2 separate regions of the Zea mays genome follow, and region 2 is linked to region 1. A link is a contact called in public Hi-C data. All regions are on one chromosome and are shown on one strand. Each heading gives the region's core, a stretch centred on a gene start, on an enhancer-like site or on the middle of the called end of the contact. The rest is flanking DNA. Distances are from core to core; before and after follow the strand shown. Region 1 holds the start of LOC100280701 (FLU). Region 2 holds the start of LOC100383549 (putative AMP-dependent synthetase and ligase superfamily protein).

Region 1 (5,582 bases), core at 1,774-4,273:
TACGAGTTTCAGATCCCTCCCTTCTGTCCCTTTGCTGCAAATCTTGCACTAGGAACTTGGAATGACCGGCAGGAACCTGATCGTAGGAAGGTGGTCCCGAGCGAAGGAGGTAGATGGTGACCATGTGCTCATCACTGGTTGCTTGAAGCATTTGAGGCCACAGACAAATGCAGCCTTGGCTCCTGTGACGGAGGTTGAACATACTGCGGGACATACGATGAACAGTATGAAGATGTACTGAACACCTCCTTCAACCGGGAAGGTTGAGCTGCTGACGAAGCAAGTCCTTTCTACTTGTTGATTGTATGGTGGCAGGTTCTTGTTATGTGGCCCTTGTCCTCACCATAAAACAAGTAGAATGGCTTCCTTGGAGGCGCATTAAACCTGAAACCAAAGCTTTGGCCTCCCCTTCCCCCAATTGGAGAAAGCAGACAAAATGTGCTGTGGGAAGGCTACTGCTAAGAGCTTGTTTGTTGCTGGCCTGACTGGCCCTGAGATTGAGCTATCTTTTCTTCACCTTGCACCGGGTTGTGAATTCTTCTTACATGCCTTGGGTTGAATCTTCCTCCGAAGCCCCTGGTGGCTTTGGTGTATCTATGCAACTCCTCCCTTCTTTGGCAGAAATCGTTGTCGACCTTGGTGTATTCATCCATCTTCTATAATAATTTCTCCAAAGAGTGTGGAGGCTTCCTTGCGAAGTACTAGGTTGCTGGTCCTAGCTTGAGCCCCTTGACCATGGCTTCGATGACGATGTCATCTTGGACTGCTGGTGCTTGAGCTCGAAGATGAAGGAACCTTCGGACGAACGACTGAATGTATTCGTCTGGATCTTAGGTACACTGGAACAGGGCTTGTGTAGTGACTGGCTTTGACTAGAAGCCTTGGAAACTGGTGAGGAGCATTTCTTTTAGCTTTTGCCACGAAGTGACAGTTCTTGGCCGAAGTGATGAGTACCAAGTCTGAGCCACATTCCTAACCGCCATGATAAAGGACTTCGCCATGACTATCGAGTTACCCCCATATGAGGATTTGGTAGATTCATAACTCATAAGGAACTGCTTTGGATAAGTTAGGCCATCATACATTGGTAGTGTAGGTGGCTTGTACGTGGTGGCCAAGGAGTCGCCTGCAGCTCTGGTGTTAGTGGGGAGGCTTCGTCGTGGAGGAAATCTTGGAAGTTGACTGGTCCATGACGAAGATTTTCATGGTTATGGCCCTCATAGTTCTTATCCTTGTAGTTGTGCTAATCTGGCACATTAATGTTACGCATTCTTTGGTTGCTTCGTCAATCTTTTTCTGAAGCTCAAAAAGACGAAGCACCTTCTCCCTACGCTTCTCCAACTGCTGGTGGATTACTTCGAGGTTATTGAATTCTTGATCAAGCTCCTCGTCTTGTGGCTCTGGGCTAATGGCTTTCCTCTTCTGGTTTCTTGCCTCCCTAAGGAGAGCTTTGTTCCCCTGGTTGGTGTCCAAGGTCCTGAGGACGGAGCTGGTTGTCATTGCCTTCTTTAACAACATGATGTAGGTTGTCGTTGTGGTTTGAATCGCCGGAGGTGGGCGCTAATGTTGGTCACTTGATTTCAATCCTCTGGTGGCATTGAGAATCAAGGCAACACAAGTTAAATATACATGAACCTTAGTCCTTGTTTTAACACTTCTATGAAGTGTTAGCACTAAGGACAAAGGTCTTTTAAAAGAAGATGTGAATAAAAACATCATGAAACGGGATGACAATGTACAATGGGGTGTGAAACTCATCTTATATGCCTTAGCATTTTTATTCCATCTTCCTTTGTATCAAACAATTTACAAACATACATTCGGTTCCTTGACACATGGTGACACGAAGGTTCTTAGAAGGCTAAGCAACACGAAGCTATGACCCTCAAAAGGTGAATTCATACATGTCATTGTTCATCTATTTATAGGGAAGATGAACAACCTCGTACAAAATTACATTCATGCCCTTAGGGTTTCACATACATGATTTATAAACGACATCAGGGCAACATTGTCCTTTCTCATTCTTCTTGCTACACAAGTCTCGGACTTCGTCGTGTGAAAGCCTCTTTGTGCCGAAGCTTGCAGCTTCGAGTTTCATCCTTGTTATCCGTGTGTGCTGAATGAAGCTTCTCCTTGCATTGCTTCAGCTATTCCTGATAGCACTTAGACCGAGGCCTAGCTTCGTCTGCTGTTAGTCGTGTACCTGAAACAAATCTGTTCACTCCAAACCAAGAGTTATTTGAGGACCTTCGGCAGATGTAGGCTCCTAACATTTTAGTTGTTCCTAAACATTGAGATTAGTGAAATCTTTATACCATGCTCTGATCTTGCAGCATTGGTCATCACATTCACACGATTTCCCTATTTGTAGCATCATGGCTTATATTAGAGAATGTTTTATTTGTTCCTTTTTTCCAGAACCAAGCTCGACCCCATCTCCATTAATCACAACAGAAATACTGATGTTCGAGAACCTAGATGAAAGAGATAGGGACAATAAACGACGATCATCCTGTCTGGACCGATAGTCCGCTTCAGATGTTAGACAGAAGAGGAATAGGTGCCCCGCAAACTATGGAATAAAAGCTAATGGTATAATTGACTACCAAACCAACCAACCAAGTTTAACAACCAAAGATACTGCAAGGGGTGAAGGCAACTCCAGCCGATTGGAGTCACACCATCTTCAGGCAAACTTTAGTTCTTGCCTTCACCCCTTTAATGGTGTGTCTTAAATCTGATTCTACCAGCAATCTTGTGCCGACATACGACATGATATATAGATGATAATAAAAGTATAAAATAATAATTAGTGTTTTTTATATGAATGTATTTTATTATATTAATTCCGTATCACGTATGGGTATTTAGAAAAGAGTGAAATTGACCTACTGATCTCTAATGTAGTAATGTCAAGAACAGTGGCTTCTGGCTTCAGCCGCGTGTTCACTTTGGTTACAATAATATATCACATCCTTTCCAGGGTCTTACATGAAAAATAACCCGCTAAAAACATACATGACGATATGAGCCCCTCGCAGATTTGGTTCCCTCCCTTATCCTATTCCCTCGTGTCATGGCGCTTCTCCTGCGCCTCGCTGCTCCGTCGGTGCCGCCCCGGCGGAGCTCCGGCCTCAGAGCATTGCCGCGCGTCGTCCTTCCGGAGGTCGTTTCCAGTAAGTGACCCTCCCCCCCCCCCCCCCCCCCCCCCCCCCCCCCGCATGGCCATTTCCTCTTTTTTTCTCTTTATTTCTTGGAATTTGGTCTATTATCTGTAGACGTGCCACGCCTCCTGGCCTCCTTCGCGCTGGCTTATTCAATCAATTACTCCTCCGAGCAGCAGTTACTAGCACCAGCCCGTGTGCTTTTGTGGTCTCTCTCGCGAACTGCTGCGCACCGGAGCTGGTCGACGAAATGCTCGCCATCCCCTCTCTACTTCTGTTGTCTCTGTTTGATTGCTGTACGTGTGTAACTGAATGTTACTGCAAGTTGCCAGGTCTGGTGCTCACTGCTGTCGTCCTCACATTGAGGTTTGTAGCAATCGCGGTGATAGGAGTTTTAGTGACTCTGAAATCTTGCTAGAGTGTGAGACGATGTCCCATCACCATTGTGTTTTGGTTGCATACTCCTTCCAATGGCTGCGTCTGCACCTGTTGGGACTACAGCGGCGATCTATAGAGACAAAATACTGTAAAAGCTGCAGCCGCAGCTGGATTAAAGCCACAGCAAAGAAACTTGAAACTGTGGGTGCGATTGGTTTCTTTTCTCAACTTAGAATGGTCGCATGTGATAAACTAGGCTCATCGAGACTAGGTTGTAAACATACCAGATTGTTTGTTTGGTTAAGTTGCATGTCGTCAATCAGACTGAGAAGGGACGATGTTTGATAGGCTGGATATGATGGAGATAGAATAAACATAAAAAATAAAATATTTTTAAAAAGAATTTGTATAGCAAGTGTAGTCTAGTTTTATTGGTAAAAATGTCAGGAACATGAGAGTAAAATTGATATATTAATTAGACGTTTTAATTAAGAGATATCACAAAAATACCAAATTAAAATGATCTTTCATGTTCTGTGCCTGCATCAGCACAACCTGGCCAGGGAGAGAAGGTCAATTCTCCCGTATCTGCTCGGCCAGGCTGTGGCGTGATCAGGTGCATACATCGGGCCTGGCCCATGATGCTGTGCGCCTGTGCGGGAAACCAAACAACAAGGTGACTGCACCAGTAGAACTTGGCCCTGGCAAAACCATGCAACCAATCATGCCCTATATAACTAGCAGATATCCCCAGGCTTGATGCAGATGAAGCTACGTTTTTTGACAAATAAAATAAATAAATACTGTCTTCTAAATTGTTTTAGCGTGAAGGTAATTCAGGCAATCAAGAGAAAAAACAGATGCGTTGTATGTAACTTAGAGAAGGAAAACTGTTATGACCGGCCGCCACTACAGGCGCCGGATAACAACAGAAGCAACGGATAGACATGCAAATTAGTTGGATAAGGATCTACACATGCAGATTAGTTGGATAAGGATTAGAAGATTAAGGAGATAAGATTTGTTAGAGAGAAAAGAGGGATTTGATCTCATTAGATAAGTACTAGAAGGGAGTATAAATAATTGTAAGCACCACCCTATATGGAATTAAGCAGAAACAATTATAGTTTCCAGCTTCCCTCTGGGAGCTAGGAGAAACCCTAGCTGCCACTGTTCATCACGCTACTGTTCATCAGTGTGTTCTTCCGTTCAGCAGCCCATCTCCCTCTTTCCCTCCGCCCAGCATCCACGGCGTCCAAACACAGCCGTGGGCGTTTCCTCCCTCGCCCAGCCCCCTCGCACTCATACAACCTAAGGCCAATCCGTGGTAGGGATCGTATTCCTATCAATCTGGTATCGGCTATGTCCAACGATCCGCCGCTGCCCTCCTCGCCATCAGCGCCGTCGCTTTCTCAGGCGTTGGCGTCGCTGCCCTCCTCGCCATCAGCGCCGTCGCTTTCTCAGGCGTTGGCGTCGCTGCCATTAGCCACGGTGCCGTCCACGGTGCCGTCCACCGGTTATGTGCCGCCAAGCACCTCATCTGTTCCCCTGACCCTGGATTCCCTCGCTGAAGTAGTCCGGGAAATCTCACGGAACATGGTTGTCATGCAGGGAAACATGATCGCGATGCAGGGGAACATCTCCTCCATCCATACCTACATCATCGGCGCCCAGAACCCACCACTGCCTGCCTCCACCCCCATGCCACTGCCGCCCAGCCCATCTGCGCCGCCGCCCACCGCATCTCTCCCAACATCCGCCGCTGCCGCATCCTCCATGGCCGGGGCTGCGCCTGGCGTACCGCTACACTTGATGCAGTGGCCCCGATCACCGTCGCAAGTCCCGTCATATGTGCTGCAGCCGCCGATCTACTCTACTTCGGCGACCATCACATCGTCGGTGGTGAAGTCTGAAGCCCCCCACGTGCCGGCCTTTGGGGGGGTCTTCTACGGAGGCGTCGAGGGAGTCCTCTTCCATGAACCCACGACCCAGACAGCCTCCTTCGGGGTCGTCGAGCCCGCTGCTGGCCTGGGCTAT
Region 2 (5,207 bases), core at 2,224-4,723, 310 kb after region 1:
TCAGGGGGATTAAATGTCTCCCTAGGGATTAGGGATTTAATCCCCTCCAATCTCCCTTAATCCACCCCTAATTGAAGAAGCCTTAGGTATTGTTCGGTTGCACAGGAATCAAAGGGGAATGAGAGGATTAAATTCCCTTCTATTAAATTCTAATTAGAAAAGGATTTCATCCCCTCCAATCCACTTCAATCCCGTCCTAATCGAACATGCCCTTAGATGGGTGGTGTTTATAGCATGGAGTCAGCATGCTAGGACCATGTCTACTCTCTTTGAGGCTGCTGGTGTAGACATAGGGGCGTTTGTTTAGCTTAAAATCAGATTCTGACCGTCGGAATCTGATTCTGTCTGCCAAACACATCGCTTCCTCAGTATGAGAATCAATTATGTGAAAATCGCTCATATCAAAGTGAATGTAGAATCCGTCGACCTCCACGCACTATTGTAGAGTTGCCTCCAATGGAGGGACTATGAGGCTACCGCTAATGAACGACAGAAAGATGGTGACAATGGCTACATGGTGCACCCTAGTGTCTGCTCCCTAGCACATGATGAGGGGACGAGGAAGCCACTAGCGGGGCGAGGGTGGCTACCATGGCTGGCGTTCGGTAAGGGTGTGGTGAGGCCGCTATGGCCGACGTTTGCATGCAAACAGGTGGATGGTCGAGATGGAGGAAGGGATGGGATGGGAGGGTGTGGGGCCGCTAACGTTGGGGAGAAGGCATGAACCACTAGGGTGTCGTCCTAAGGCCGGTTTCAACGATTCCCCCTCCAAAATCCTATTCGTACCATCTACTCATATTTTACTACCTCTCCCAAAAAATCTTCCTCTATTTCTCTTCCCCTCCAACAATTCCCCCAATCCAACTCTCCATATACACTATAACTCAATTATTTAAAATTTCTATATCAGTTTTTAAAGTAAAAAAAATCATGCAATGTATGTACTATCATACTACACATTGTTATCATGTCAGGATGTCTACATGGAATCATGTAAAATATATGATTTACACTATATATTACAATGGAGTAGTGCGGAGGAGGGGAGGATGAGACTGAGCAATTGGAGAGCGTCTAATTAACTATCGTTAATTAGATGCCTGTCGATGACTGTAGTTAATTAACTATCTCAATTATTTTGTAGCTGGCTAGATTTATTTCACCCAACACTAAAAGTTGGATGTATTGATTGTCTTGTTTATAATTTTCTTCGCATTCAACAGGTGGAGATAGGTACGTGTATTTGAGAGGGCAAACATATGTTTTAGCAATATATTAACTGCTATTAGGACAGCTAGTAAAATAGTTGTTAGCTAGTACGTGCTTAACTACTAATTATGCGTGCTCAACTACTAATTAGCTGGCCTCGATCTATTAGATAAGCGTAATCCTATTTGGATCCACCTCAATTTATTTTAGCAGGGCTAGCAATTTGCTGGGTGGATCCGGACGGGCCGGGGTCTCAAAGACTCGCTTTTATTTTTTGTTTCAAATTATGTGTATGTATTAATATTTGAAGCAATTGTACAATACTCAAACCATTACTGCACCGAAACCTGTTTCTCTCATCACCTTCGTACAATTATAATGGATTTCATTCTAAGACCTAGAACAAGCTAATGATGCAGCTATATCATCACCATACAAGTCAACTCCGAGAAGTGTATTACTAAACCAATGTCGGCTGGCATTGCTTCGTGAGCAAGTCCTGACTCCTGAGCGTAGGCCAACATCTCTCTTTCTATATATGACTAAGTCTTATGACTGGTATATAGGGTGGTAATGGATTACGATTCAAATGTTTATTCACAATAAGTTAGGACCTTAATTAATCTTAGTTCAAAAATAATAGAAATAGAGTCCGATCTTAATCCGTTTTGAACTATTCTTATATGGCACTAAGACGGTGACACCTCGAATAATTACCAAAAAAAAAAAAAACTTATCAGCAGTCACGGTATTTTGAAACGAAGCGTATGTTGCATGGTTTAACTAAAAAGGTGTGTATTTGCTGTCACCAAAGCTACATCGTCATTGACCCCCTGCTGGACCATACTACTACTTTCCCATCAGTTGACTTGAGTGATGTGCTTGCAAATGAAGAACGCGTTCTCCACACACCCCCTCCCCACCCCCCACCACCCTCCTTTTCAAAAATGTTACATAAAAAGTTCGAAATGTTACACGGCCGGGTCAGATATTTTTTGGTAGGTTAGAGAGGCAATCGGTGGTCCAAGATTTTAACAAAACCGTCATTTTGTTTTGTTGTCTTAAATTTGTGGCCTCTATCGACTACTGTAAAACACCACTAGCTCACAATAATTATTATTAGTTAGTATTTGAGTGAAAGCGACACATCTAAACGGAAACTCACCATGCAGAGATCCACGTTGGGGAACCGTCGTCGGAAACTCTCGGCTGCCGTCCTCGGCAGCGGCGCGCCGCCACATACCACGCGCTCCAGCGCCTCTAGGTGGCACCGCTCCTTGACCATGGCCACCACCACCGGTGGCGACGCCGTCATCTCACTGACGGCCCACCTCCCCGCCGCCTCGATCACCCCCTTCACGCCGCGCCGCGCCACCGCGTCGGTCAGCATCACCGTCGTGTGCCCCAGCGCCACCCCCTTCAGCGTGTAGTAGAACCCCATCGAGTGGAACATGGGCGCGCCCAGCAGCGACCTCTCGCGACCGCGCCTCGGTTTCCCCAGCAGAGCATGGGATCCCGCCGCCATCGCGATGAAGCTCCGGTGCGGCAGCGCCGCGGCCTTCACCCTCCCGGTTGTCCCCGACGAGTACTGGATCGCCGCCGTATCCGACTGCCGCACCACCGCCGTGTCCGCCGCAAGTCCCTCCTCCCCACGGCCGTCGCTCTGCTTCTGCAGAAAGGAGCGGAAGTGGTCCGAATCGAGGAGCACGGCGGGGAGGCCAGCCGGCAGCTTTGCGGCGGTCGACGACACGGCGAAGGCGACGGACGCGCCTGACAGTGCCACGAGGCGCGCGACCTCGTCCGCGGTCAGCGCAGGGTTTACCGGCGACACCACGGCGCCGAATGAGAGCAGCGCGAAGTAGAGCACCGGCACGTCCAGCCGTGTCGGAGCGAGGACGAACGCGACGTCGCCGCGGCCGAGCCGGACCACGGAGCGCAGCGCCCCCGCGAGCGCGCGTACCTGGGACAGGAACGCCGGGAACGACACGGCCTCGCCGGTGGCGGCGTCGAGGAGAGCCGGGTGCGCGGGGGTCGGGGACGACGCCAGGAGCGAGAACGCAAACTCCGGAAACGAGAGCGGTGAGTCCGTCGGCGGCAGCGGCACCGGCGGGCGCAGGCTGCGGAACGTCCTGGTCACCTCACAGAAGCCGCTGCGACCATCTACACCTCCGGGAGCAGCGCCGTCGGCGTTGGCCGCAGGCGCGGAAGTGGCCATTTCTCCTTAGCACCCAGTGGTGACTGGACTGGTTGGTGATTTTGTCGTGTGCCACCTTCGGTTACGGTTGGCGTTTTATAATCTGGCATGCTGGGTTAGGGGTTCCAACAGCGTATGCACAAGATTTACTCACAACAGCAAGGCAAAGTATGGCTTCATTGTTTTTCTTTTCTGAAATTTTCAAATTCGCAATACACGTTTTTCGCGTGATGGGAACTGCTACGAAAGGTATTGTTTCTACAGAACCAGAGGCCGTTGGATGCCCTGCTTCAGGGGGCCGTTCGATTGTCACGGGTTGGTGCTGTAAAATAATTTCTAGTGGAATTATTTCTCTAATTTATATAGTGGTCTATTTATTTCTCTAGTGTTAAAGTTAAGCATTTGCTAAAATTTGGCACGTGCTAAACTTTAGTACTTGAGGAGTGTTTGAATAAAGTGCTAAACTTTAACAATCACTGGTCTACGAGGAGCATGCGGCCAGGGAGAAAAAGGGGTATTCATGGTAAAATGAGGTTGGTGAACACTTTTAGCACAATTTAGTATCTTTGGTGGAGCTAAAGCGCTAATGAGTGCTAAACCTTAACACAACACATTTAGCTACCCTGTTTATTTTTTAGTAGCTAAACTTTAGCAAAAAGTGCAGTGCTAAAGTTTAGCAAAAAATAGTTGATCACTCCAATCTAATTTATAATTTATTTGATTTTTTATACCAAGTTTGATAGCTCGTTTATTTAAAAATTTTCATAATTATTATTAATTTTTATTTGTGATATTGTTTAGCATATAATATACTTTAAGTACAACTTCAAATTTATTATCTTTTGTAATTTTTTAATAAACCGAGCCTGTTAAACTTGATAAAAAAGTAAAATTAATTATAAATTGAGACATATAAAGTACCAAATATTAGTAATAACTGATAAGATTTTTCTTCGGCTCCGCCAAACCAAGTTTCTTGATCAGTATTTTTGCATTGGTGGGATGAGTAAAAAAATTGGAGGGTCAATGCCAATCATAACCATGGGAATCCTAGACAAGTAATACTGCAATTTGTTCATTTCTATTATCAAATTTGGGAGGTTTCAACATTTATATGCTATATTATTGGAAAGATATATAACCAATGATGTATCTTTTGTACTTTTGAGATGGGAGTTATGCCCATTGTTGGTCACTTGTTCTTAAATGCTATGAGATAAGAACAAGGCAACACAAATGTTAATGGTTAAAGACCTTCGTCCTTCGAAACATTATCTCCCTTAGGATATAATGATCTTCAGACAAAGGTTATGAAGGGCAAACATTCATCATCTCAATATGTCATAATAAAAAGCAGGAACATATAAGACATATAGAGAACATGAATAACCATATTAAATCATTATCTATCTTCTCATTATATGATCATGAACAAACATTAATGATATTGAGTTACATTTGTACCTTCGGCTTGACAGAAGGTAAGAATCCAAGAGTGACGTGCGAGTGATTACAGGTCAGCGTGAACAGTACCGTGTTACTGTTTATCTATTTATAGGCACACGACGCAGCCTATGTAAAATTACATTCATATTCTTGACATTTACTATTGACTAAGAAGTAATCTGTCGAGGACTAAGCAGTCTTTTCCTCTTTAGGTCGGTTTCACTCTCCATCACCGTCTTTGCGCTAAGCCGAAGCTTCTCCATCCATAGCTTCGGAATTGATTCATCCTTCTTTCAGACCACGCCTTTCATACCATGCGCACCTTCATCTCAAAGCCGAAGGTTCATGTAACATTATA

Evidence for each region. Hi-C and Micro-C count contacts between places; a contact is called where the count stands out from the background.
Region 2: a Hi-C map of leaf shows a contact between it and region 1, with 3 times the contacts expected there. The contact joins the promoter of LOC100383549 here to the promoter of LOC100280701 in region 1. A contact is called at or near these places in 3 of 25 Hi-C or Micro-C datasets (ear, leaf and tassel).

What each region holds. Positions count from the first base shown.
Region 1 is chr7:81,393,638-81,399,219 of Zm-B73-REFERENCE-NAM-5.0, forward strand. It overlaps LOC100280701 (FLU), which reads left to right and starts at 3,024. Exons shown (of 5, transcript NR_176469.1): 1 at 3,024-3,179.
Region 2 is chr7:81,698,791-81,703,997 of Zm-B73-REFERENCE-NAM-5.0, forward strand. It overlaps LOC100383549 (putative AMP-dependent synthetase and ligase superfamily protein), which reads right to left and starts at 3,474. Exons shown (of 5, transcript NM_001357155.1): 1 at 2,375-3,474. The coding sequence starts at 3,424. It also overlaps the pseudogene LOC118472938.